3 separate regions of the Mus musculus genome follow, and regions 1 and 3 are each linked to region 2. The links are chromatin contacts, called in public Hi-C and HiChIP or PLAC-seq maps. All regions are on one chromosome and are shown on one strand. The core of a region is the stretch at or near the end of the contact, and the rest is flanking DNA. Distances in the headings are between cores, read along the strand shown. Region 1 holds the start of Tmem74b (transmembrane protein 74B). Region 2 holds the start of Psmf1 (proteasome (prosome, macropain) inhibitor subunit 1). Region 3 has its middle 37 kb from the start of 4930556L07Rik.

Evidence for each region. A called contact is a pair of places that touch in the nucleus more often than the background predicts. HiChIP or PLAC-seq counts read pairs in DNA pulled down with a chosen protein or histone mark.
Region 1: a Hi-C map of olfactory sensory neurons shows a contact between it and region 2, with 3 times the contacts expected there. The contact joins the promoter of Tmem74b here to the promoter of Psmf1 in region 2. A contact is called at or near these places in 1 of 39 promoter capture datasets (macrophages), 6 of 484 Hi-C or Micro-C datasets (Th1 cells, embryonic stem cells, olfactory sensory neurons and 1 more), 2 of 115 datasets of contacts at active chromatin or transcription factors (both in embryonic stem cells) and 3 of 9 other capture datasets (adipose tissue, liver and pancreatic islet).
Region 3: a contact with region 2 is called in an HNF4G HiChIP or PLAC-seq map of pancreatic cancer cells. The contact joins the enhancer-like site here to the promoter of Psmf1 in region 2. A contact is called at or near these places in 1 of 484 Hi-C or Micro-C datasets (nephron progenitors), 2 of 115 datasets of contacts at active chromatin or transcription factors (embryonic stem cells and pancreatic cancer cells) and 2 of 9 other capture datasets (adipose tissue and pancreatic islet).

What each region holds. Positions count from the first base shown.
Region 1 is chr2:151,698,418-151,703,448 of GRCm38.p6, reverse strand. Tmem74b (transmembrane protein 74B) reads right to left here and starts at 1,441. Exons shown (of 2, transcript NM_001160363.1): 1 at 1,004-1,441.
Region 2 is chr2:151,739,245-151,743,668 of GRCm38.p6, reverse strand. Psmf1 (proteasome (prosome, macropain) inhibitor subunit 1) reads left to right here and starts at 2,359. Exons shown (of 7, transcript NM_212446.2): 1 at 2,359-2,658. The coding sequence starts at 2,530.
Region 3 is chr2:151,785,812-151,790,288 of GRCm38.p6, reverse strand. No RefSeq gene overlaps it. Among named protein-coding and RNA genes, the nearest start is that of 4930556L07Rik, 37 kb to the right of the region's middle. Within about 2 kb of position 1,863, at least 19 of the 459 cell types and tissues checked have an H3K27ac peak or open chromatin away from gene starts, as enhancers often do. A contact at or near this core is called in pancreatic cancer cells and pancreatic islet, where this site is marked.

The sequences.
Region 1 (5,031 bases), core at 192-2,691, 39 kb after region 2:
ACACACACACAGAGAGAGAGAGAGAGAGAGAGAGAGAGAGAGAGAGAGAGAGCTATGCTGGTGCTCATGGATCACACTCCAAGCCCGAAGCCACACCAGTTATTGTAATTGTATCTGCAGTCCTATAGTTCCTGAAAGGCAAGAGCCCCCCCACCCCCGCCCTGTTCCACACTCACTGTCCTCGGGACGCTTCCCACAGCAATGCCCACAGACCCGGGAACTAAGTGTGACTCACAGATTCTCGGGTCACTCTGGTGGTGGTACCCACAAGAGGGTAAAATCAGGAGAGGGAGAGGGCGGGATGAGAGAAGGAGGAAGAAAGGGAGAAAGGAATGGAGACTACCTCTAGCACTACTGAGATCTAAGCAGGATCCACCCAGACCTGCCCAAGTCCAGCACTCTCACCCATAGCGCACTCTGACACCCCGGAGCTGGACACACTGCCAGGCTGGGTGAGGCTTCGCAAACCCAATCGACAGACACACGCACTCGTAGTACACAAAGCCTCAGGCGCGCAGATGCATACACGCAGGTCCACGCGGTTATACCCAAAGTTCTGCGCGGAAAGCCCCAGCACCCCGGCCTCCCGCCTCCCCCGCGCCCGCCGGCCCGCAGTTCACACCCCCTGCTCCTGCCCTTGACCGCATACGCCACGGGCCAGAGCAGGCCAGACCCGGACGGTCAGCGCTCGCAGAGGGGCGGCCCTGGGAGGCTGGGGCTCGGCGGGGCCGGCGTGCTCCACGGAGCCCCGGTCGCGTGTCCTTCGGCGGGCCGCGAGGTCAGGCGAGCTGTCCTTCGCTGCCACTCCCCGCCTCGGGCCCTGCGCCGGCGGCTCGCGGTCGGCGTGCGGAGCCGTGTCGGGCCTCCCTAGTCTCCGCACGCGGGAGCACAGAGCTCCGGGCTGCCGAGGGTGTGCGCAGATCCCGGCCCGGCCGCTGCCTCGCCCTCCCCGGCTCCCGCCCCCTTCCCGGCCCGCCCGCAGCGGCTGCCCGGGCGCACGTACCTGCTCGCGCCGCGCCGGGCTGCACCGCGTCGGCCGCTGGGGGGCTCCGAGAAGGAAGGGATAAGGCAGGGCGGGAGCGGAGGATCCTGGAGCGTCGCCGATCGAGCTCCGCCCGCGGCGGGCGAGGGCGCCGGGAGAGTTAGCGTGGGGAGGGAGCCGGCTGCGGGTGCCCGGCCCCCACCGCCCCTAGAGCCACCTCTGTCTCGCCCGCGCACGCTGGCCGGGGAAACCCTAGGCAAGGAGCCCGCGGCGCTGGGTACAGGGGCGGGGCGAGGCGAGGAAGGGGCGGGGGAGAAGACCCCTCCCCCGCCTCTGGGGAGACCCTGCGGCACCCGGGGATGCTTTACCCACCCCAGGTAGGACCCAGGGTCCTCTTCAAGGTCTGTAGATCCGGAGTATCATCCTTGCGTGGGGCTCGATGGCTCACGGGCGCCACGTGAAGGCAGAAACGAAGCCTCTACCCACCTCTATTTCTGATGGGTGTCCTTCTGGGTCATTGTCCACGGCCACGCACACTCTTGAGCTCCAAAGCCACCTGCAAAGCTCCTTCTGCCGGGCAGCCTGTCTGGCTTCCTCAGGGACACACTGGGGTTCGTCCATCTAGGCACTCCTCTGACCTGTGGAGCCCGGTGCAGGTGCACAGGTTTCTGTTTTAAAGGGAACTTCTTCCTCTTGGGGGCCCCAGGCCAAGCCCAAAGAGAGGTCTGGTGAGTAAGGGAAGGTTATGGTTTCCGGGAAAACTTCGTGGCCGGCTTCAAGTAAGTCTTATCATCTTTCTGAACCTTATTGTCCACCTTTGTCCAAGGGAATCATGACTGCTGACCCTGAGTACTCTGCCAGTGTGAGCGGAGGCTACTCTGACATCCAGGAAGACAGCTAAGGTGAGAAAATCCCTGCCCTGGCTTCGTCGCTCTCTCACTGTCAAAGGCTCACTGGTCCTACTCCAAAGGCATCCAGTCCTCACCCACCAGGAGAACAAAGGTTGTCTTGGAAGCCTTGTGGGCCCCGTGCTGAGCCTCCAAAGCTGTCTCCCTCTATTCTTTGAGAGGCCTGAGCGATTTGCATCTCTACAGGGAAGCTGGCAATGGCACCAGATTCCTGTGCAGTGCCATCTCCACCCCTCGCAGGTGTATGACCTCGTACAAACTTCTCTCTTTAAGCTCCTTTTCCCATCTGTAAATGGACTCAAGAATTCCATGAGATCCCAGCCATTAGAGTGTCCACAGTTCCCTCCCTGCCCTGTATAGTCCTGCCTTGCAGCACATCCTCAGTGGTCACTCTCTTCCCTCACTTCCCTCAAGTCTTTGCTCACATGTCACCTTCTCAGAACCACCTGCCTGGGCCATCTTCTTAAAAAGAGTAGCGCTCTGGCACCCTGCTTGCCTTCACTCAGAACTTCTCACTAGGGCATTCATCAGCTCCTGATAGTGTATTTCTTTGCTCAGTATCATTTCTGCTTAAAAATAAGTAACACGCTGGGTAGCAGTGATGCAGGCCTTTAAATTCCAGCACTTGGGAGGCAGGTGAATTTCTGAGTTGGAGGCCAGCCTGGTCTACAGAGTGAGTTCCAGGACAGCCAGGGCTGCACAGAGAAACCCTGTCTGGAAAACCAAAATCAAAACTAAGAAAATCAAAGCAAAAAAGAGCCAAGTGTATAGTACAGACTTTGTTCCCCTCCCTGGTGTATCCCGAGACTTAAAAAGGGCCCTTGATATCTATTCTTTAAATAAAGAATTGAGAGGTGCACAGCTATTGCTCTTGTTGTATACTTGCAACTAAGCAGAGCCCGTCCCTGCCCTCAAGAAACTCCGGTGATATTCCAGAAGGAAAAGGGATGCACACAGGCAGTGCTGTAGCCACAGTGAGGGATAACAAGCAAAGGTACACTGTGCTGTGCGCGTCTCAGGCAGGGTGCTTGCTTGAGTCTTGGGGATGGGATAGCATTTTAGCAGAAGAGGGGACTGGGCCACAACGGGCACTTGTATAGATGGCAAGTATTTAAAGAGCAAGGAAGAGAGATCCAGCAGAGGACTAGCGTGGACAAAGGCCTTGGGGCAGAAGGGAGCACAGTGAGCGTGGGCATGGAGGGGGTATGGTCACAGTGGGAGACCAAGGTAGGAGCATGGCAGGACATGGGGCTGTGCCAGGTCTCTGCAAAGCCTTGAAGGCCAAGAAGGATGTTCTTCTCAGGACAGGGGGAACTCCAACGTGGAAGAGTCGGAGTAGAAAGTTAGCTAACCTTCTATCCCCTTTATCATGTGAATTTGACCTTTGGTTGTCCAGCTCAGGTTTTTTTGGTTTTACAAGACCAGAAATATATTCCAAGTGATTGAGCAACACTGTTTAGATAAATATGACCCCTGTAGAGAAAGCTAGAATGACCCACAGCAGCAGCGGGTGAGAATCGGAGATATCAATATGAACTCACGTTCAGCTTAATACAGATATGGGTGGTGATGTATAGAAATATTTACAGAGCAGCCCTACGTGCTTCTGGAGCCGTGAGTTACCATGCAGACGTGGCCAAGTCCAAGAACCACATCTATACAGCCAATCCTGATAATGGCACAGAAACGACATCAAGAAATCTCAGTCACAAAGATATGAATCTCTTAAGGGGTTTGACCCCAAGTTCCTGAGGAAACCGTGCTTTGCCAAGAAGCACAAGAAAGACCTACAGAAGGTGTAGGCAATGAATGCATGTGCAGAGGTCATCAAGGCCCTTGAGAAGCCTAAGGCAGTTAAGCCCAAGATGCCAAAGGGCCCCAGCCACAAACTCAGCCATCTGGCTTTCGTCACTGACTCCACCCCTAGGAGGCAGATTCTATTCTGCATGGCCAGGAGTTGCAGGCTATGCCAAGCAAAGTCCAAGCTCAAACCAAGGCTACAGCCATAGTTCTAGCTCAGGCCCAGGCTTCAGCTCCAGTTCAGGCTCTCAAAGGTGCCCAGGCCCCTGTGAAGGCCCCAGAGAAAAGGCTTCTATCTGCTAATGTGAAGGCAGATGGAACTGTGTGACACTCCTACACATTACTTTTTTTTTTTTTTGCAAATAATCTTGAGGCAAGATCTGTTTTAAAATGTTTACAGAAATGTACATATACATGGGTTTACACATATATGAATTTCTTTGCTTCATAGCAAAGAATGCACCTAAGTGCAGAGAGCTTGGCTTCTTGTGTGTGTGTGTGTGTGTGTGTGTGTGTGTGTGTGTGTTATGTATGTGTGTGTATATGTGTGTGTGTATGTGTGGTATGTATGTATGGTATGTGTGTGTGTGTGTGTGTGTATGTGTGTGTCCTACGGGGGTTTTTTTGCAAATAATCTTGTGTGTGTGTGTGTGTGTGTGTGTGTGTGTGTGTGTGTTTGTGTTATGTATGTGTGTGTATATGTGTGTGTGTATGTGTGGTATGTATGTATGGTATGTGTGTGTGTGTGTGTGTATGTGTGTGTCCTACGGGGTTTTTTTTGCAAATAATCTTGTATGTGTGTGTGTGTGTGTGTGTGTGTGTGTGTGTGTATGTGTGTGTATGTATATGTATGTGTATGTGTGTGTATGTGTGTGTATGTGGTGTGTGTGTGTGTGTGTGTGTGTGTGTACCTATGGGAGTCAGTTCTTCTCTTCCACCTTATGGACCCTTGGAATCAAACTCAGGTTGCCAAGTTGGAGGAAAGTGTTTTTCTGGCTGAACCTGAGAGCTTGGTTTCTAATATTATTCTTCAAAAAAAGGAACCAGGGCTCCTTGGAGCAATGAGGCAGAAAGTATATAAGATGAATAATAAAATAAATTATACATACAGGGCTAGAGAGATGGCTCTGCAGTTAAGAGCACTGGTTGCTTTTCCAGAGGACTCAGTTTTGATTCACAGCACCGAGCAACATGGCAGCCAACAAACAAGCATCTATAACTTCAGTTCCTGGGGATCCAGTGTGGTCTTCTGGCTTCCAGAGGAACTAGGTATGCATATAGTACATGGATTACATGCAGGTAAAATACGCATGTACATGAAGTAAGATAAATAAATCCTTA
Region 2 (4,424 bases), core at 1,110-3,609:
CGAATTCTGTCATTCACTACCTGAGGGCTTTCCATAATTCTAATAAGTAGCTCTTACCAGAGCAAAACATTATCCCAGTTCCCCAGTCCTGAGTTGAAACATCTCTGAGATCTTTCACTCTCTCTCCTCACTGCTTGCCAGCAAGTGTGAGTTCCAACTGCTCTCAGAGGCTTATCAGGTACCTCCTTTAGCCCAATCCTCCTGCTCGGCCCTGGGAGCAGCTCTCAAATGAGCCACTCAAGCTCCCAATGGGATCACCTGTAGCCTAGGATGGCCTTGAACTCATCACCAATATGAGATTGGCCTTAAACTCCTTATTCTCTTCCCCTAGGTCCTAGGATTACAGACACAAGCCACCATACCTTCAGTATTGGCTTTTAGGGGAAGCCCCATTAAGATAGGCAATGGTATATAAAAGAAAAGGGAAATGTGTGAGCTGCAAGCTATAATCAAGGGAATGCAAGCTAGTGTGGAACCAAGGGGCCGGGGTGAGAGCACTGGTGGCTTAGGAGGCAAGAGGCCTCGTTACAAAAAGATAAAACAACAGCAGGAAAAAGAGAGAGTAAAAGAAAACCTTAAAAGCACTAATAAAGCTGGCCAAAAGTCCAGCCTGTGTTTTGCTATCATCATGAACCAGCAAGCCTAACCTACTTCAGTGATAAAATTCTCAGCCCTTCTGGAGCTGATAGCTTTCTCTGTTGCATGCCTGCCCCCTTGGCACACCACCAAACTCCTTGAGCACAGTGTGGAGCAGTGGTTCTCAACCTTCCTAATGCTGCGGTCCTTTCATACAGTACCTCATGTTATAGTGACCCTCGACCATAAAATCACTTCATTGCTACTCCCTAACTGTAATTTTGCTACTGTTATAAATCACAATATAAATATCTAATTTGAGGGAAATCTGCTATGCAACCCCTGGGGGTCATGACATCCAGGCTGAGGACAGGTGTGGAGAGTAGTTAAAGATGAGGAAGAGATGAGAGGGGCAGTGTTGAGTCTCCAGTTACACGGGGGTAGCTACATTTCCCACCTTGGTGCCTTCACGTATGCTATATGCTTTTACAGGAACATTTCTTCTTTATTCTTCCATGAGAGTTCTGTGCAATTGGCCATTTCTTAATCCAAGAAACCCTTCCTGATCCTTGCTTGGAACATAGGCTTCCTGTGGGCCTTGTATAGCTCTCTCAGCACCCCCAAATGACAGATTTCATACTGGATTGCTTTTTGTCTATTAAAAAGAAACACTACAAAGTTCCATCAGGGCAAGACCTGTGGCATGTTAACCTAGGCATGAGAGCTGAGAGAAGTCAAGGTCACTGGAGCCAAGGAGATCAGAGAATGAAAGGACACTTGGAGGTGATATCAGAAAGGCACAGGGCCTGTGGAGTGAGAGGGTGACAGACCTAGAGTGAACTTCGCCTTTGAGGTGTGGCTTGGGCCTAAGGAACATGGTCTTCCCTGTGTTTTAACAGAATCTCTCTGGTTGTAGGGTGAAACCAGTGTAGCATACAAGGCTGATGCCAGGCAACCAAGAAAAAAAAAATGACAATGGTTTGGGTCATGGTACCAACCAACATGGCAAAATTTATTTGTCTACAAAAAAGTATTGGACTTCAAGAAACATGGAGAAACAACAGGTGGTTAAAAAAATCTTGATGGAGATTGGGGCACAAGTGGCTAGCATTTGTCAGTTATCTCTGGGCTCTAGATGTGGTCAAAAGCTGTGTTTACTTGGGTGAAGTCATTTCACTCTTTCTGCTCTTTATATCACTCGCAAAGTGAGGATGGGTAATAAAATATACCCCATGAATTTGTTGAGAGGGGATGTAAAGGTTTTGGCACAGGATTTAGCATGCAATCAACATACATATAAATGCTATCCTAGAGACCAAATTACCAGTTCCCAGGGGCACCTCTATTGCTCACTGGCTGATTGTGACACGATTTCCAAATCTATGTAGTGGCAGAGTACTGTCATCAATACCAACTGTATAATACTGGATCTGGAAATTTTGATAAATGCATTAAAGTTTAGCATGTAGAATAAAGTGCTATCAGGCAAGAAGTACTGCAGGCATGCTAATAAATTACGATGAAAACATCTAAGACAGATTGCCTAAATTTTCCCCCGGCCTAGTACACACTCCACTTCGCAGATGAGAAGTCTACTGTAGTTGGTAGAAGGCAGTCTCTCCCCAGGAACGAACAGCCTGGCACTCAGCAGTCGCCTGCTGCAGGCAAAAAGGCTTTGAGAAGATAAGCCCTAGCCTGCGCGCTTCTTAGTGGAACCTTCTAGTTCGGTGCAGGTGTTTCCAGCCCGGAGCACGCACAAAGTCAACAAGTATTTCCGGTGCGCGTCTCTGCGTTTCCGCGTTTCCACTTTTCCGCGCAGGTGCGGACAGAGCCGAAAGCGAAGGCGGCATCAAAAGGCGTCGCTGCCGCTCGCGGTCCCGCTTCTCTTAGGCGGAGCGGCTTTCTGCATAGTCCCCTCCTTTTCTTCCTTTCCCACAGAAGCCGCAAACATCCATGGCGGGTCTCGAGGTTCTCTTCGCGTCGGCCGCTCCATCCATGAGCTGCCCGCAGGACGCACTCGTCTGCTTCCTGCACTGGGAAGTGGTGACAAACGGCTACTATGCCTTGGGCACGGGCGACCAGGTACGCGGGTGGAGGGGAGTCTGCAGCCCGAGGCCCAAAGGCCTGCCCTGACCGTGCCAAAGCCAGGGCCCGAGCGAGGCTTCTGATGCCGCACTTTAGCGCGCCTGGTGCTGGTGCCGACAACGGGCACAGCGTGCGTGTAAACTCGGGAACGGACGTGTAAAGGCGTCCCCGACACAGCCGGGGTTGTGTGGATCTGACTGAGACAGGCTAGTAGCTTCCTCAAGGTCCTCATCCACCAGTTTACCCAAAGCATCTGCCGTAGAATACTCCGTGCTACACCCTCAACTCCAAGCATCTGGATTCAAGCACTGGTGTGGCAGTGAACTTTGACCTACTCAGCCATATTCTAGGACCCCTTCTTCGAGGGGACAGTGTTTGGATTTCAGACTTGAATGCTGCGTTTGATTCTTGCTGTCCGTTCTCCTGAAGTACTTTCTGGGCTCAGGCTGCCCTTGCCTCCATTCTCTGCTGATGGGTATGCGTTTTCAGGGTAGAAGCCAAAAAAAAATTTTTTTTAATTAATTAGTTAAAAATTGAGAGGCCATTAACTGTTAATTTATCTACTAGAGAGTTTTATTTTCCAGCCTGTGGCCAGCAGATTAGTAATGCTTGCTGGACTCAGCAGGTATTTGTGTTGGTCCTCTAGCTGCCTCCTGCCACCCTCCTTCTGTGGGTGATGAGAGGAACAAAGCACGCACTTGACTGGGTAATACCAACTCAGCAGCTAAAGAGTCATGCTGCCCACTTTCTCTTTGCTTTTTTGCCTCCAGTGCTATAGAGCTGGGCTTGTAATATTTGATCTCAAGAACATGTTTGTTGACTTGAACAAACAGGCATTGATTGGTCTCCTTATTGAGGGCACGGCTACTCCCCATGAGAGCTCTGTAGCCGTGTGAGATAAGGTCAGTGGAGGGCCATGGAGATGGCCATAGATACGAGTTAGAAAAATTGGCATTGTGTTGTGGGAGTCTGAAGATTATAAAGAGAGAATGACCTGTTTATGTGTGCAGTTTTGGTTGGTTGGTTGGTTGGTTGGTTGCATTCTAGCCCAGAGGCACTAGGGTGAGCCCAGTGGCCATTAAGGAATGTTTCTAGCCTCAGGATTTTGTCTATAGAAGACAGCTAGCTTTACCTTTCTTTACCTTACCAGTCTGTCTGGAAGAATCTCCAGCCTGCCCTGCTCTAACCTTTCATAGGTCGCAGCCACTCTCAGGCCTTTGAGTCTTCATCTGAGGAAGTTACATGGTACAAACATATGCTTTCGTTATCTGCCAACCATAGCCTTGTGGGACACTTGATATTTTATATCAAGGTGCAGAGGACAGCCACATGATGTGTTGGGCCTGTCTAGCTTCTGTTTTCTGTGGAGTATCCGTTTCACCTTACCACAGTGAGGCTGTGAGCTTTACCTGACCCTAGCGATTATTTCTTGCTCCGGAATGAAGGTGTCGAGGTGGGGAGCAGAGCAGGTTGTCTGTAAGTCAAGAGCGCCTGCTGGTAGGGCCAGTGCTGTCCATGTAGGACAGGAGAGAGTCAAAGGTCTTGACTGAACACAGGTAAGGTCTGCCAGCCCTGCCTTAAACACCCGAGTCACCCTTGAAGTCCACACCACACTAGGAAGTTACCCAGAAAGGCAAGAGGGTTTCTCAGGCTGTGGCTAGCTTCAGTTTTGTTTTCTCCTTACTCTCCTGTCTCTGCTGAGGCTACCAGTCTCCTTGTCACCTAGCCAAGTTTGATTGTGACTCCTCTGGCAAAGGATTTCC
Region 3 (4,477 bases), core at 614-3,113, 47 kb before region 2:
GAAAGTCAATAGCTGTGCTTCTGTGTCAGGGCCTTGGCACACCGCAGACACTGCTCCTTCTACATGGTCTCTGATTCCGTGGAGAGTGGAATCGCCATGCAAACTTTACTTTCTCTACATATGGACCACCTGGCCAGCATCCTGGTTTATTTCTCATCATAGCATTTGTTGTTGTTCTTATTGAGACAGGGTCTCCACAGCACCCTCAGGCTCACTGTGTAGCTGTTAATGTCATAGACATTCTCTCCCTTCCATCCACTGAAGGCTGGGGTCATAGACACACATCACTGTGCCCAGTTTATGTGATACTGGAGATCAAACCCCAAACTACCTGAATGGTAGGCAAACTCTCCATGGACTGAGCCACATCCAAAGCCCCAAGCATTTATCACCATCTGACAGTGTATACTTGTGTTGAGATTGACAGCCCTACTTGCTTAAAAGTAAAACATATATCTAAACTTAAAAGAATAATACTGTCCAGATATGTTTTCCCATGCTGTGTATTTTTCTTCCAACCCCAGGCGGCCTGTGACATTGCCTTGTTCTGAAGGTCACGTGGCAACCAGCTCACTCCTTCTGTAGCTTCCTGAAACCTCTCATCTCTTTCCTCTCAATGTTACCTTGAGCAGACAGAAGTCAGTGGGATAACAGTCGTCCCACCCCCATCCTCCCATTGCTGCTTTGCCTCCCTCTCCCTCTCTCCCTTCCCTCTTCATGTGCCCTGGACCCTGCCTTCTTTCACTTAAACAAGAACCTCGCTGCTCCTACAATCAACCCCGTGCATCATCGTTATCACTCTCTGGTTAATTCCCCCACCCCCACCCCCACCCCCACCCCCAGGAGGTAAATACACCACTAGGTTCCATCTTGAAATTCTCTGTCTTCATGTCCTTTCCTTCAACACCAGTCAGCTTTTCTTCCTCTGGTCCACCAAAGTCACTCTCATCATGGTCACCAGCGGCCTCTCTGTTGACACATACGGGGTCACTTTGCAGTTCTTGTCCTGCTGGCTCATGAGCACTGTTTATGATTCTTTTGTAATTCCTTCTTTTCCTTCCCGAGGTGTTGGTGGCCACAGAGCTAAGCCTTGAAGCCTTTCCCTTCTTTCTCTCTACTTCTGCTAAATGGCTTTTCTAGACCAATGGTTCTCAACCTTCCTAACACTGTAACCCTTTAATACAGTCCTTCACATTGGAATGACCCACAACCATACAATTATTTCTGTTGCTTTTCCATAACTGTAATTTTGCTACTGTTACGAATCATAATTTTTTCATATCTGTGTTTTCTAATGGTCTTAGGCAGCCCCTGGGAAAGGGTTGTTCCACACCCCCTCAAGGGGTCACACCCCACAGGTTGAGAACAGCTGGCCTAACTCATGACTCTAAATAACATGTCTATATTGGTGACTCTCTAATAGCTCTAGCTAGAAGCTCCCAGGAACTCGAGGCTTTCCTGGGAAACCCCCTTGTTCTTGCTCTCTGCTTCCAGTCACCACACCACAAATGAAAATGACCATGAACGTGCATTTGATTAGCTTCACCCAGCAAAGGGAAATGATTCATTCCGATGATACAGGCTCCAAAACCTCAGCCAAGATGGTGTGAGGAGTATGCAGTGGGCTCCAGAGAGAAGCCTGAGTGTTTGTGAATGCCCTTCCTTTCAGCAAGAATGGTGCCTTACTCCCCACGATTGCCCAGGATCCTGGGGTCTCCCAGATTCCTCTCTAACCTGTTAGAAGTGTTTGAAATTCTGTTGTTGCTGGGCCATGGCAGATGCTCCCTTCATTTGGCTGGGTTAAACCAAACTGTTTCCATTATGGCTCCTCCTCTCTGCACTCCTTCTAGCAGGGGTCGAAGTGTTGCCATGTCTCCAGCAATACTCAGCATTACCAGCCTCCTAATGTTTGTCAGATTAATAGATGAAAGCAGTGACTCATTGGAGACTTATTTACTCAGGTGTTAATGGACTGTGGCATCTCTCATTCGTTACCTTGTTTCTTTCTCCACAAATTATTAACCTTTGCCGATTGTGTGTGTGTGTGTGTGTGTGTGTGTGTGTGTGTGTGTGTGTGTACATACTTGAGTGCAGGTGCCTCAGAGGCCAGAAGAGGGTGCAGGATTCTCTGGAGCTGGAATTACAGGAGGTTGTGAGCTCTCCAACGTGGCTGCTGAGACCACTCTGGTCCTTGAAAGAGCAGTAGACATTCAACTGCCAAGCCATCTCTTCAGCCCCGTGATTATATATACCTTCAATGCCAATTAAAGGACTCTTTTGAAATGACTCGTCTTTTGTCAGGTTTTAGAATTACAAACCATTCTCCTAACCTGCTGTCACTCAATTATCTTTGTTTGTATGTCATTTAAGAAAAATCCTCAATTTGTAAGTTTTTAAATATTTTTATTATAAAGTGAAACATGGAGGAAAATCACACATATCGGTAACAAGTCAGTATGTATAACTTTTAAAAAATGTTTATGTTAGCATATATCTGTTCTCCTTCCCAGTGCCTGCCCCCACCCCACCCCCAGCCAGTCCCCTCCCTTCCCTTGGTCACCCTACTGCCTTCTTACCCTGTGTATTACATCACCCTCTCTATTCCTCCTCTTCCTCTGCTCTCATGATCCCCTTTTACTTTCATGACATGCACATAACTTTTATTCTAGGTTCCTCATAAGAAAGAAGACACGGCGTGTTTATCTTTTGGAGCTGGGCATTTTCCTTAATACAACGATTTCCTGTTTTATCCACTTACCTGGAAATGTTGTGATTTTGCTTTCTTTAAGGCTACATAAAATTCCACTGTGTTTATGTTCCAATAGCTTAATCCCTTGGTCAGTCGACAGGCATCCAGGTTGCTTCTGTGCCCTATTCTCAAGTAATCAGCATCGAACGTGAGTTTATGAGCATCTCCACGGGAAGATAAAAGTATACACCTGGGGGTGATATAGATGGGCCTTATGGCAGCTCTAGTTTTAATTTTTAAAGAAACCTCTGCACTGATATTCACAGTGATTATATATGCTTGCACTCTCATCAACAGCAAATAAACATTTGCTACCATTCCTCTGGGGCAGTTACTCTGACTGGAGGTGACTTGTTAGGGTGCTTTGTTTGCATTTCCCTGGTGACTAGGAATATAGAACAATTTTCCAAGAAATTATTTGTATGCTTTCTTTTGAGAACTGTTGGCCCAGTTCACCTGACTAGTGATTGGAAGATTTCTACCCCCTCCCTTTTTTAATCTAATTTTTGCAGTTCTTTCTATATTCTCTCTCTTAGCCCCTGTCTGAGGTATGGCTGGCAAGGATTTTCTCCCATTCTGTAGCCTGACTGCTAACTCTGCAGATAGTTTCTCACATCAAGCAGAAGTGTTTTATGAACGTCGTGTAATCCCATGTGTTCATCCTTGGGGTGACTTCCCGCACCACTGGAACCCTTTCAGAAAGCCTTTGCCTGTGCCTGCATCTCCAGGGCTTTACCCATGTTTCCCTCTGCCTATTCCAAAGCTTCAGGTCTTACGTTAAGGTCTCTGATCCATTTAGAACTGTGCAGGGTGAGAGACATGGATCTTTCTGTTCTTCACACATTGAAATACAGTTTGCCCAGCACTGCTTGCTTAACATGTCAAGAGTGTTCTGGCCGAGCCTGTGGGGTCTGTTAAGTTAGGAATAATTTGACCTCTTTCTTTCATAATCACATCCCTTTAATTAATTTCCTTTGTTTTATTGTCTGGCAAAGACTTTCACACAATATTGAATAAGAATAAAGAAAGTGGGCAGCCCTGTCTCATTTTAGATTTTAGCAAAATGCTTTTGGCTTTCCCCCATTTAGGAGAATGTTGGCTATAGGTCTGCCATATGTAGGTCTTCCATATGTGGCCTTTATTTTCTCACCCTATATTTCTCATTTTTTTGGAGGATTTTTATCATGGAGGAATGTCAAATTTGTTCAAAAGTCCTTTTCTGCATTGTTTAAGATGACCATGTGATTCTATCAAGTCTATGTGTTCTATTACACTCATTGATTTTCGTGTGTTACACCAACTGTACACTCCTAAAATAAAGCCAACTCGGTAATGGTGTGTCATCTTATCCATGTGGTTTTGTTTCTTGCTTTTGTTTCTTCATTTGTTTGTAAGACTTTTATCGAGAAATTTTACATTTATGCTCATCAGGGAAATTAGTCTAGGGTTTTCTTTCATTGTGGCGGCCTTATCCTTTTTTGGTATCAGGGTAATGCTGTCTTTATAGAATGAGTTTGGTAACATTCCTTCTTTTCTATTCTATTGAGCAGTTTGAGGAGCATTGGTGGTAGCATTTTCTTAAAGGTTTGACGGAATCCATCAGTAAATTCACCTAGTCCTGGACTTCTCTGTGCTGAGCGGCTTTATAACTGTCTCACTCTTGTTGCTTGATATGGGTCTGTTTAAGCCATTTATAACACACACACGCACATATGTATGTATGTATAT